5 separate regions of the Gossypium hirsutum genome follow, and regions 1, 3, 4 and 5 are each linked to region 2. Evidence: chromatin contacts called from public Hi-C data. All regions are on one chromosome and are shown on one strand. Each heading gives the region's core, a stretch centred on a gene start, on an enhancer-like site or on the middle of the called end of the contact. The rest is flanking DNA. Distances are from core to core; before and after follow the strand shown.

Region 1 (2,700 bases), core at 85-2,584, 190 kb before region 2:
GATTACTTCCTACTTACAATGTTTTGCAATAATACATTCAACACATGGCTGAGCTCATTAGTTCCATTCACGAAATGAATATTCTCCAGATATTATATATATATATATTAGAAGGAAGTTCATTAATTTATTCTATGAATGGGACTATACAATTCGAAGAAAAAAAAATATTCATCATAGGCAGTGAAAGACGAGCTCTATCAGCACAATAAATACTTCAGCATCAATAAAACATTATGGTATATTGACAATTGACTTTGTAACAACTTAAGCACAATATATCTAGAGTGATTGCAATTACTTAATGTAATAAGAAAATCAGCCCCGAATAGTCCAAAGCAATAGGTGTATGCTTTTTTGAAAAACATGCAAAATCATCCCTAAAATCACTTACAAAAACAAGACTAAATCCATAAATAAGACTTTATACACAAGCAACACCAAAAAAGAGTTACAAGAGCAGAAAAAAAAAACTTCAAAAAAACGAAAACTTACTAAACAATATAAAACAAATAAAAAAACATATAAAACTTAAAAGACACTATAGGTTATTCTGAAATACTCTAAAAAAAGAAACAGATTAAGAAGTTGATGGCAAAGAAATTGCTGGTGGATAGTGGAGTTTCAGCAACGATAAACACCATCATCTATTCATCACTATTTGTAAAGATGGCAAAAAATACTCGCAAAATATATCTGCAAATTAAAAAGAGAGAAAACTCACCGAATGAATGAAAAAAAAATAAAAAAAATTGTGAGAGGGAGAAAAAGGCGTGCGCTAGACAAAACAAAACAAAAAAAAGAAATAAAAGAAGAAAAAGATCTATATATTAATTTCTAAATTATTCATAAATATCTCTAACCTAAAATGTCTACCTTATTACATTTTCTCCTAATTATATTTCTATAATAGAACATGTAAATGATAAATTTAATATTAAATTAATTATTCAGTTGATGCAAACAAACAAACCATATAATACACAAAACCAATGATTTGCAGCAACAGTTGGATATTCGATTTCCTTCTAGCAAGGTCTCCAGTTCATATATTTTAATTGAAATCTAAGATGATTTTTGAAAGAAAAACATAGTAGGTGAGTGGTTGGTATAAACGTTTCAAAAACTATATTAACTGTCAAACTAGTCATGGATTCAATAATAATAAAATAAACAATAAAAACATTATAAATCGGTTGAATTACTTTTAATCTCATATTTTGTTTTTTTATTGAATAAATTTATTTATTTTTGTATGTAAATGGATTTTTGATCCAAAAAATCCATCCATCACTATAGTCTGATTCCAAAAAGCAAATTAAGGATGTTATGAGAAAGAATACAAATTTATTTAAAGTCATCCCAACAGCAAGAAATTAATTGACATAAGGACAAATTAAAATAAAGATTAGGCTCTGGCCCCTTTTAACGGTCAAGTAGCAGCTGGATCCGCATTGGCTTAAAAGCAAGTGAGCTGTAAATTGGACGGCAAATGCCGGTTTTTGTGGCTTTGGATGTTTCTTTTTATAATCCCTGCATTCCTCTTTGCTCTCAAAAATCATCCTCCCATGGCCGCCGCACCACAAGAAAAACCAACCCACGCCAAAGAAACCTGGCCATTAAGAAACGACGGAAACGAAGACTACTCCCAAGATTTCGAAGACCCGGATTCGTCCTTCGGCTGCGGTTGTTTCCGGGGACTTTTCCGGTGGCGGTTCCGGCTCCAAGGGCAGGGGTACTTGCTGCAACAAGAAGAGGCAAAAGAAAGCTGGTTGAAGAGGAAAGCCAAGGAACTGAAAGAGGTATCGGAGGTATTGGCAGGGCCCAAGTGGAAGAATTTCATACGAAGGTTCAGCGTTTATGGAGCCAACAAAAAAAGGAGGTCGACGATGAAGATGCAGTATGATATTCAGAGCTATGAACTCAATTTCGATGAAGGGATCCATAGAGAAGCTGATGCTGCTTTCCTTGATTTCTCTGCTAGATTTGCAGCTCCATGTGGGATCAACAAAGGGTAGAGAGAGAGAGGTTGGGGGCTTAAATTTAATATAATTTTTTTGAGGGGGTCAAAAAGAAATTTTACCATTACATTGGTTTATAAGTTTATTTGCCCTGAATTGTTGAGTAAGACCATTCTTTTTGTACATTGTTCATAATCGTCATATGAATGATAAATGTTAATGAAAATCGGTTTGTTTGGGTGTAGTTACTTGTTTGGCATAATTACAATCTTACCTCCTATTCTTTTATCACTTTGGTTTTTAACCCCTTTTTTCTCTTTTAAAATTACTTTATTCCTCGATCTTCAATCGTCAGTTATATTACTTTTTGTTAAAACAAAACTCACTGGACTATTAAAAACTTAAACGGTGTTGACATGGTATCTTGTGTATACCGTATTACAATTTATGTTTACTTTATTGTTGATGTAGATGGTTCTTTTAAAATTTTTATGAAGTTTTATTAAGTATGCGTGAACTGTCATGTAAGTTACTACATGCCTCATTAAAATTTTACGAGTTCAATCAATTTTTTCTTATAAAAGAAGGGATAAAATGCAAAATTACAAATGAACTTTGGTTCAACGTACATTATTATATGTGGACTTCTATTTTGTGTAATTTTACACATGATATTTTGGTTTAATTTAATTTTTACTAACTACTAACACAATTATCGATATAACACCAGTAAAAGTAC
Region 2 (2,700 bases), core at 10-2,509:
AGGAAAAAAATACTTACCTTTTTAACCACATCAAGCACATAAGGCTGTAGCTCTTCAGTTCTATAGGCTCCAACACCAAGGTTGAGTTTCAACTCATGGTCGTCTGCTTTGAAAGCTTCAGACACCCCAAGAATTGGATCAGGGGGAGCCATTGTAATACCCTCGAAATGAGACACATTGGAAGCCACAACCATAGAGACTCGACCAAAAGACTGCAAACAACAAAACAATTCAAACATAGAGGCCAAAAAAAATTGAATTATGCTCCAAGTCCCTGTATGCTTTGTACATTTGGAATTTAGTCCCTCTAGTTTTCAGGTTTCTAAATTTAAGTCCAACTTCAGTTAAATTTGCAAGAGTGACATTTTGAAATTAAAAAAAAAAAACACTCACTTGACATTGTGATCAACTTGAATTTAATGGAATATTTTTAATTGTTTCAACAAATGAACTTACAATTTTAAATCTGAATTGAAATAAAAGTAAAGCGACTAAATTTCAAAAGGGCACAAAGTACAGGAACCTGGAGCATAACCCCTTAATCATAATTACAATTACAATTACATAACCATACTGGACATAAAGAGTTGATCTTTAAATGGAAATGGAAAGGGGTAAAAAAAGTACCTTTGCTTTGATGAAAGGATTGGTTTTTTCCTTGTTGATGCACCCAAGATTCAATTTTCCCTGTGGGAAACATATATTTCCATTTTCTCAGTAATCAAATCAGTATCTAAAACAGAAACAAAAAATGAAATTGAAAGAAAGGGATTAGAAATACCTTGTTAATTTCATGAAAACAAAGTGAAGCAGAGGGAGTGGCAGAAGCCAAAGAGAGCAGTGTGGAAGCCATAATGAAATCAACAAATTGGTAATAGCAAGGATTAGAGATAAGGGGTTTAGTAGAGGCAAAAGGGGGCGATGGGATCAAGGCGAAAACTTTGGTGGTGGTGTTGGCGATCAAAATGGGTTTTTGATTTTTTCAGCCAAAACACTGTGAAATGCTCTGCCGTTGGGATCGAGCTGGTAGAGACTGTGTGTGTGCACTGTGATGAAATCGTCTTTAGGGGTATAGTCGTTTGCCACTTTTCAGCTCATAAGCGGCTTTACCATTAGTTGACGTTGATTAAGATCTTTAGGGTTCATGATTCACGATCGTGTCCGATGTTGTGTTGATGAGTGTCCATAACAACGGCTGAAGTATTAGCCTCAGGAATCGGTAATTATGCCTGTTTTGGAATTTATATTTTTTTCCACTTCGTTACATAAATTTGAGAATAATGTCTATTTAAGTATCTAACTTGATAAATGTGAAAGTTTAACGACGTGACACTTTAAAATTTCGTGTGTTGGTCTGATGGTTAAGGTGTTCACCGTATCAATTGTGACATGATTTCGAGTTGTGCTAGTCACATATAATTCACCAAAAAATATGACGTGACATTGTAAAATTCTATCACGTATAATTTGGAATCTAATTTTGATAGAATCTAACTTCAAGGAGGACAAAGAGGGTGCCAATGATCTTCAAGAGGAGATCCTTCGACAAGATGATACTAAACAAGAGCTAGAAACGATAGTCGAGCCAGTAGCTAAGTCGGAGGATGAGCAGAACACAAAACCCGTCCTCACAAAGATACCATTTCCTGCACGGTTAGAAGATAAATGGAGATGAGATAAAGCGAAATTTTAAGTTCTCTAAACTTATTTAAATCGTTTAATGTTAATTTACCTATTATTGAATTAATAGGGAAAATTTCAAAATACACTAAATACTTAAAAGAAATACTGGTTAGGCGTAGGATACTTAAAACGGGAGACCAAATTAACTTAGACACATCCTGTAGTACGATAATCAAAAAGCAAATTCCCCCAAAATTAAAAGACCTGAGGAGTTTCACAATTCCAATGGAGATAGGGGACATCCATTTTAGTAAGACCCTGTGTCACTTAGGAGTCAATACCAATCTAATGCCCTTATCAATATATAAGAAACTTGGGTTAGGGGAACTCAAAAACACACATATCACACTACAGCTGGCTAACAGGTCTTCAGTACAACCGAAAGGAGTGCTTAAATATGTTTTGGTTAAGGTGTGTAATTTTATCATCCCGGTCAATTTTGTAATTCTAGACATTGAGGAAGACCGTGAAATCCCTATTCTGTTAGGAAGACGTTTTCTAGCCACATCTAGGTTTACCATCAACTTAGAAAATAATGAATTAACCATGAAAATCAATGGTGAGACCAAATTATTTAAATGTGGTAACCTATAGAATGAGGGAAATGAGAAAAAGTCAAGGAACACATGTTATGAGATATCTATAAATTGCTCTAACAACCTTGATTTAGGAAAGGTAGATTCTATAATAAATGTAGGACGAAAGAGCAAATTTAAAGAACGAGACAAGCAGAGTAAAGTGTAGTGGCATGACGGACGTTGGACAAATTCAAACGGACAACCAAGAGTCAGAACGTCCAAGTGTAGACTCATGGAACTGATGGATGAATACGACAGCAACACCTGATAATTGACAAAATATGTTAATTTTGTTGTAATTTATTGTAATTTAAATAAACTTAAATATTAGTAATTGGATAAGAATAGGACTAAGTAGGTAGAATAAGATTAGTTTTCTTAAAATGTTTAGAATTAGGATATGTTTGTACCAAGCACCTTGAAATTCAATGAATAAGGC
Region 3 (2,700 bases), core at 197-2,696, 150 kb after region 2:
ACATATATACCTACACGTTTTTCTATAATTTAAAAACATCAAATTGGAAATATATATATATTATTTGTCCAATTATAAAAAATTTGACAAAAGTGCATAAACTAATTTGATAAACTTGTTACTTAATATAAAATTTTTAACAAAAAATTGTTGAAAAGGATAAGCAGGTAGGTAGGTACTTATCAATGTAGAAAATATTTATTTTATTTTATTTAATTAATAAATTAAAACAAATTATCTTTTTCTAAAAAAATAAGATATTTAATTTTATCAAACAACATACTTAATTTGAGTACTTATATTTATTAATTTACCGAAAAATTTTAGCACTCACGGGATTGGAAACAAACAATTAATAAAATAGAGAAATTAAAAGTAATGAAATTGTAATATAAAAAATTAGATTAGAAAAACATATAGTAGACCTACCTATTATTTTTGTTGTACTTGACTCATGTCCAGATGCTTTTGAGGTTTCAAATTTAGAGAGTTGGGGCATTGAACAATAATTTGGTGCTACTATCTCAACAACTCCATTTTATTTATTTATTTATTTTGAAAAAATACCTTAATTAATTAGTGAGAAATGCCATCAATTTATTTATAACAGCTACTCTTAACCACCAAATATATTTCGGATTTAAATATTTCTCCTTTTGACAAAATTATAAATAATTTATATGTATTTTTAAAATTATTCATTATTTTTGTTCATAATACGTCATTCTGGAAATGTATAAACCACTAATAGTGAGGCCAATAAATTTGGTTACATTAAAATATTTGGGAGGATTTATGTTAAAATAAGTTCAATTAAATTATTATTTTTTGGGTGGGACAAACTTAATTCCCCTTTTCATTTAATAAAACAATTACTTAGGTTTAAGAAGCGTTCAACGTGGAATTAAATCATGTAACCAAGGAGGCAAAGCCCCATCCCCTCATATTGGGCCCTGAATGTTATCAATTCTAATTTTTATTTTAAATGCTTAAAACTCCCCATTTTCTTTTTACATTTAGAATTTAATTTCTCTCTTTTTTGAATTTAAAAATATAAGTTTAATTATTAACACCATTAATTTTTTAAAAAAATTCAAATTCATTAAAATGTCATTTTTTAGTTATATGACTACCAAATGAGTTTTTTTTATTTCAAAATGTCACACCAACACATTTAACAAAAAAAATAATTGATCGATGTTAATAATTGAACATGATTTCTATAATTTAAAAAATAGAAGGACTAAATTTTTAAAAATAAAAGTATAGAAATTAAATTGCAAATTTACAAAGAATACAAAACTTATATGTATTTGAACTCTTCTAAATTAGATAATTAGGAGGATTAAATTTTAAAAATCCAATGAATACAAGGATTGTGGACAGGTAATGGACCGATCATAAAGTGCCATTGGATTTATGAACTATATCCAACCAATCCAAGATAATTATATTGTATGCTATAATTATTTGGGGGGGGGGGCACCTGTTGCTCTCCTAAATACTGTAGTAGCTTCGTGGGTGGGACAAAAATGGATTCAAAAACAAAGATAATTCAGATTCAAAATTGCCAGTAAATTGTAGAAAACGCGTTTTGATTCAGCTATTGAAAGTCTTTTCGAGTCTTCAAATTAAATCAAACAAATGGGTCGACTTGTCTTCTTTTTTCCTCACTGTTTACTTTGACAACCCAATCTTTCCACTCTTCAAACGTCAAACCTTCCGGTCTTTAGTTTCAACGATTTTTCACAAAAAAAAAAATCAATTGCAAATGGTATTTCATCTATTAAAAAATACTGTTATATCTGTAACACCCTAAACTCAGCCTAGACGTCTAGACCAAGTTCAAAGAGTTACATCATCCATACTAAAAATACCATAATTATAACGCAGTCAAAATAAATCATTCATCACATACTAACCATCACAACAATTATCTAAGCACATAATCTTCATAAATACCATAACATCATAGAATACCGAAATTCTTAGTAGTAATACTTAAAAGAAAGATAAAAACTTGATCGAGCTCCCGCAACACTGACCCGTTCAAGTTTGTGAACCACCTGCAATTCAATCAGAAAATAATGAGTTGCGAACTCAATGCATATAAGAGGTTCATTCATTGTAATACAATTGAAAGAGCATTCTCGAATTCCTAAGATTTGATTAAGTAAACGAAGTCGTTCCAGTTCAGATACAAAATAGTTCAATTACAGAAGCAGAAGCAATCTCGGTTTCATTTACAGAACAGATCATTTTCATATGTAAGTTTTCCTACCCCTAACCTTTACACACCATCTTCGACCATCCCAACACACCATTAGGGCGTTCAATGCCCATCCAACCCTACACACGATAGAGTGTCTGTCTAACACATTTACAGGATCTTAGCTTAGCTGCCAAATCAGTATGCGTCAAAGCGCCAGATTCAGAGTTACCCGCCAATAGCTTAACCATTAGTTTGGATCAAAGTACTTCCTTCTTCACAGAATCCTAACCCATACATATGCAGTATACTATATCCACTTTTATAGAGTACAGTTCAATATCAGATATAGCTATCACCATACATATATGTAGTTATGCTATACATATTTCAATCATAGAGCTTCAAAGAGCCCTCATACAATCAAACTCAGATCATTCAAACATCGAGGAGACCAAGATCAGTGTCGACCACACACATGGCCTCAGAAA
Region 4 (2,700 bases), core at 171-2,670, 220 kb after region 2:
ATGCCCTCACTTCAAAGCATTCTAACTACATCTTAAACTATTGACTTTCGTAACTAAAATTGTTAAATGACACATTAAATCTTATGTAGTTGAATTTAAAATGAAAATTTTAAAAAAATAGAACATTGTTGTATAACTTTTAAAGGTAAAAACTAAAAAGAAAAGATAAAAGAGAAGAAAGAGTCAACTAAAAGCTTCTATAAAATCTTCAAAAACCTCAAAACTAATATTTTTAAAATATTCATTTTTACAATATTCATTTTAAATTATATCAAACAAGATATGATGTGACATCTAATAGTAAAATTAGCGATATAATGGAAGAACCTAATTTACATAACCTCGATAATGGGATGTTTGATGCAATTATCAAGTTTAAAAATAAACGTCAAATGGATAATACTATTAATTGACCTTTATTAAATTTAAATTTTTTTTAACATTGAAACTTTAAATAAGATATTTGAATATTAAAATATCAAATATTTAAAATTAAAAGAAATTCATCATGTATTGAGAAAGCAACTAAATAATTGAATTCAGAGTAATTGGACCATCAAATTACATTCTTCCGTTCTTAGATAAATGGGTGAGAATAGAAAATTACACGGATAGTTAATCATGATGACTTTTAATTTTTTTTTTAAAATTTACATTAAAATATAATTAACCAAATCCAATATAATTCATGGTAATTATTGAAGAGAAATCCAAATCTTGTAATTACAATATCATACCATCCATTTTAGTTGTTAGTTTTGGTCACGTGATGAACACTTTGGTTGATGGATTAAAAACGTGTTGTAATTAAAGTAGGTTCATCCGTTTTACTTTTAAAAGGTAAAAATGGTCCTCTTTTAAATAAATCAAATTGCATATAATGATTTTGAGTTTTCGCTTATACAACCCTAAATGAGCATGCAAATGTAAAGCAAGTCTAATTTGAGCTTACTCAACCCCTTTTTTAAATATCATTTTAGATTTTCTTAGATTTTATATATATTTTTAAAGGTGGACAAAAAGAAAATTCAGAAATCAAATTGAGAGAAGATGCCAAGATCAAAGGCTGCATCTCATTTTCAAGTATTTTAAGAGTAACAATGGACTAAAAACCGAAATATATTTAGACGTTTGAATAAATAAATATGGTAAGACTTAAACTTAAAAATATAACCTATAATCAATCTAAACTCATACAAATCCAACTTAATTTAATCTTATAAATAATCCGAGGTTTAAAAAATGGGTTGAAATTGGATCTAGAATTATCTTTAAATAATACTTAATAGAAAGAAATTTGGTATGATAACTAAAGGTTTTGTGCCTTGTAGTATTATTTTAACTCATTAATCCGGCTTTGTGATTAAACCATTAAAGTTATTTTTATTTAATGATAAAAAAGTCATTAGATTGTCAGGTAGGAAATGTAAAGTCTCCTTCTTTGTCCATCCCCAATCCCCATATATAGCTTCCATAAAAAGGCCCCCTTCAAATTCGCACACAAACAAAATTAAATAATGTCCCCCCAACGCTACCGCCATTTTCCGCCCTTCCCTTCTTGCTTCCGCCCTTCCGCCGCCGCAGACAACCGCCATATGCCGTCGCCACAATCCGCCGCTAAAACTAGCCTCGCTACAAGTCTCTACGACACAAATATAGGCCTTTTTTCCTTAACCTGGTCCCGCACCTTCCTTGGCCACTCCCTCCACCTCCACCACCACCACCATCACCACCACCTTCCCTCTTCTCCTCTCTCCGTCCTTTCATCCTCTGCCCTCCATTTTCATCTCAATATCAAATCCTTTGCTTTTTGGAAGAAAAAAGGTTGTAAAAACGTCAGCAGCGCCACTGTCCCTAATGTGAAAATTTTCTGGGACCTTTCAAGGGCAAAGTTCGGATCCGGACCTGAACCCGACTCTGGGTTCTTCGTTGCCGTCGTTGTCGACGGTGAAATGACGCTTCTCGTCGGCGATGCTACCAAGGAAGCTTATACTCGAACTAGAGCTCAAAACCCTGGGAGTAGAGGCAGCCAAACTCTTGTTTTGAGAAAAGAGCACGTGTTGGGGAGCAGAGTTTACAACACAAAAGCCAGATTCGGAGGCAAATTAAGGGATATCTCGATCGATTGTAGGGTAAACGAGGATGCAAGGCTGTGCTTGAGCGTGGATAACAAAAGGGTATTGCAAATAAAGCGGCTTAAATGGAAATTTAGAGGGAATGAGAGGATTGAAGTGGATGGGGTATGGATAGGAGTCTCGTGGGATGTCTACAGCTGGTTGTCCGATAAAGATGGCAACAATGGGCGTCCAGCCGTTTTCATCTTCAAGTTCGAGAACCAAGGCACTGAAACCATGGAGGATCCTTTCAAGGAGGGTGTGGTTTTGGGGCAGCAAAGTCCGTGTAGTGATGGGATTGAATGGAAGAAGAAAAGGAGAAGCTTGTTGAGGAGTGCTAGGAGTTCTTCGTCTTCCTCCATTTCGATGTCTTCGGCTTCTTCGGGGTGCAGCTCTTCGGTAATGGAGTGGGAAAGCGTTGAGGAGAGTGAGTTATGTGCTCCCATGGGCTTCTCTTTGCTTGTTTATGCCTGGAGAAACTGAAAAGATTGTGCCTTTTTTTTGTGTGTGTTCATAACATTATTAGTCTCTATTTATCACTAACCCCATTTGTTTTTAGAACTTAGCACAGTAAGTAAATTATAAT
Region 5 (2,700 bases), core at 32-2,531, 250 kb after region 2:
TAAGAAAACAAGTTTGGGAGTCAGTTACGCACGAGGAAGGGTTAGCACCCTCGTAACGCCCAAAAATCGGTACCAAATTGATTATTTAATGTCTTAGTGTCAAGGGTAAAAAGATTTAAAAAAAAACTCAAATGATGAAATCTAAAAAGGATAATCAAATGTTTAAGTCAGACGAAGAAATCGAAACCCAATACGTTAGGGTACAATATCTCAAAATCCCCAAACTTTGAATTTTGCTTTATTTTATAAGAAAATCTTCATTTCGAGAAAGCAATATGTCATGCCCAATACATTAGGACACAACAAATTAAATTCCCGAAAATGATTTGTATACTTATGCATTTTGAATAAAGAATATTCTCGATTATTTAGGATTAATAAAGAAAATTAGAACCCAATACGTTAGGGCTCAATTTCCTCGAAAATCCCGAATATCGATTATTGCATTATTTTAAAGCTTTTGAATCGAAAGAAAATGATTTTAATGTTTCGACGAAACCAAAATATATATTTTTAAAAGGTATGTTAAAAAGTTAATGTACAATATGAAACAAACTTTAATTTAAATTATATGTATACATAAGTATGATATATAAACGAATTTTGCAAATATGAGTATGGATATAAGAGGAAAAAAATGCATAAGTATTATAAAATGTTAATGCATATATCTATATGAATACATAAGTCATAAAAATGAAACAATAATAAAATACATATAAAATATATTCATACATTTCTTAAAAAAAAGTATAAGTATAATATATTAGTAAATATAAAAACGTGGAAAATATTTATAATAGCTTTGAATAGAGTATAAAAAAAATATATGTACATGTTATAAAAAATTGTATAAACATATAAATTATACAATTGGGAAAACATATAAAGATTATGAAATATAAATGTATATATATATATAAAACTGTGAAAATAAAATAATAATAAAATATGTATATAGTATATATATTTAAAAAATTAAAAAAAATATATGTATTAATATGCATATACGCATATATAAGTAAGTATATAATAATATATAATATAATAATAAACTAATAATAATACAGTAATAATAATATAAATAAACAGTATTAACAATATAATAAAAGCTAAAAATAACAAATTAAGGATTAAATTAAAAAAAACAGAATTTGAGAGCTGAATTTGAAAATCAAAACAAGAAAGGGAGTAATTTAAAACACGCGTAATAGGGGGAGGGTCGAAGGAGAAAATTACCCAAAAACACTACACAGCACTGGACTAAAATAAAACAGATTCGATATTTCATGGAAAAATTTGAAAACAAAAAAAAATGGTTATGAAATGATAGGATAAAATGGAAGGATTAAAAACAAAATAACCCATCAATGTTTAAAAGTTAAAATCCATTTCATTTGCAGCCAATAAAACCCATTTCAAACCCTAAAAATTATTCTATTTCAAATGCAGCCACAGCAACCAGTCCATTCCCCGCTCCTCACGCCGAGAACCAGCAAGAATCCCGACGGCGTGCCTCTACTGGTAAGAAACTTCTCTTTTTCCCTCGTTATTTCGTTTATTTGTTTTAAAAAACAAGGAAGAAAATAAAAAAGGAACAAAACAGTAAAGAGAAAGGAAAATCGGAACCCACTCAATACCTTCAAAATTGGTTTTTTTATTCTCTGTTTTTCTGTTTTCTTCAATACTTTTCAACACATCCTCCCCCCACTTTTATAAAATCGATTGGCTTTTATAGCCACTCTTTACAGAAGCAAAACACTCAAACCCCCCCCCCTTTTTCTCTCTTCTATAATACTGTTCTTGGTTCATTTGTAGGATAAACATGCATGGTGGATGCGAGGAATCGCTGAACGTGGGGTGATGGGGCCGTTGTTGCAGATGGAGAACGTGCGAGCGGCGCGATCTGCGGTTTCTACTTCCATTGCTACTGAAAACATGTTGTGGGCTAGGGTTAATTTTGGGCCAATTGGGCCAAATGTATTTGGGATGTTGGTTTTTAGCCAGGCCAAAATTGGCCTATTACAAACATAATTTTATATTCAAGATTGAACAGAAACATTATTAATAGGGATAAATGTCAAAACTACATATGAACTTTGGTTTTATGTGTAATTTTATATCACAACTTTGATTTTGTGCAAACATGAAATTTTGATTTGATCAAATTCTCACAAACTATTAACACAATTACTGATATAACATAATTTTATGTTTATTGCAATAATTATATTTATCCAATATAAAAATAAATTGATGTATTTATTTATTTATTTAAATGTGTATAATTGAATCAATGTTAAAGTTTTATGTATACATTTGAACCATAATTAAAGTTTCATGTGTTCAATTGAACCAACTTAAAGTTCATGTATAATTTTGAGATTTATCTCTTATTAATAAAATAATTATATTATATTATTGATTTTGCAGATTTAAAAAATTACGAGAAACATAGATAAGACAAAGTATTAATTCTTTATTAATCGAATTTTTTATCTTATTTTTTCAAATAAATATGAGTTATACTATTTATCGAGTTGAGATTTCTGTTGAACCAAACGATTTGATTAGACTCAATTAACATTCATAAAAAAAATTAATATTTAATTTAATTATAAAATATATTTAATTTCTTTTGCCTCTTGACATAAAAATTAAGAATAAATAAACAAAATTATAGATTATAGATTAGATTAC

Evidence for each region. Hi-C and Micro-C count contacts between places; a contact is called where the count stands out from the background.
Region 1: a contact with region 2 is called in a Hi-C map of leaf, with 1.6 times the contacts expected there. The contact joins the promoter of LOC121218328 here to the promoter of LOC107901617 in region 2. A contact is called at or near these places in 2 of 34 Hi-C or Micro-C datasets (callus and leaf).
Region 3: a Hi-C map of leaf shows a contact between it and region 2, with 2.1 times the contacts expected there. The contact joins the enhancer-like site here to the promoter of LOC107901617 in region 2. A contact is called at or near these places in 5 of 34 Hi-C or Micro-C datasets (anther, fibers, leaf and 1 more).
Region 4: a Hi-C map of leaf shows a contact between it and region 2, with 3 times the contacts expected there. The contact joins the promoter of LOC107901666 here to the promoter of LOC107901617 in region 2. A contact is called at or near these places in 11 of 34 Hi-C or Micro-C datasets (callus, hypocotyl and leaf).
Region 5: a Hi-C map of leaf shows a contact between it and region 2, with 2.8 times the contacts expected there. The contact joins the enhancer-like site here to the promoter of LOC107901617 in region 2. A contact is called at or near these places in 4 of 34 Hi-C or Micro-C datasets (anther, hypocotyl, leaf and 1 more).

What each region holds. Positions count from the first base shown.
Region 1 is chrD06:23,984,054-23,986,753 of Gossypium_hirsutum_v2.1, forward strand. LOC121218328 reads left to right here and starts at 1,335. Exons shown (of 1, transcript XM_041095417.1): 1 at 1,335-2,209. The coding sequence starts at 1,515. The coding sequence ends at 2,018.
Region 2 is chrD06:24,176,341-24,179,040 of Gossypium_hirsutum_v2.1, forward strand. LOC107901617 (aspartate aminotransferase, chloroplastic) reads right to left here and starts at 1,260. Exons shown (of 11, transcript XM_016827695.2): 1 at 782-1,260; 2 at 628-687; 3 at 18-212. The coding sequence starts at 853.
Region 3 is chrD06:24,328,120-24,330,819 of Gossypium_hirsutum_v2.1, forward strand. No RefSeq gene overlaps it. Among protein-coding and RNA genes, the nearest start is that of LOC107900076, 8.2 kb to the right of the region's middle. Within about 2 kb of position 1,447, at least 3 of the 9 cell types and tissues checked have an H3K27ac peak or open chromatin away from gene starts, as enhancers often do. A contact at or near this core is called in leaf, where this site is marked.
Region 4 is chrD06:24,399,314-24,402,013 of Gossypium_hirsutum_v2.1, forward strand. LOC107901666 reads left to right here and starts at 1,421. Exons shown (of 1, transcript XM_016827754.2): 1 at 1,421-2,700. The coding sequence starts at 1,518. The coding sequence ends at 2,597.
Region 5 is chrD06:24,423,925-24,426,624 of Gossypium_hirsutum_v2.1, forward strand. No RefSeq gene overlaps it. Among protein-coding and RNA genes, the nearest start is that of LOC107901664, 8.9 kb to the right of the region's middle. Within about 2 kb of position 1,282, at least 7 of the 9 cell types and tissues checked have an H3K27ac peak or open chromatin away from gene starts, as enhancers often do. A contact at or near this core is called in leaf, where this site is marked.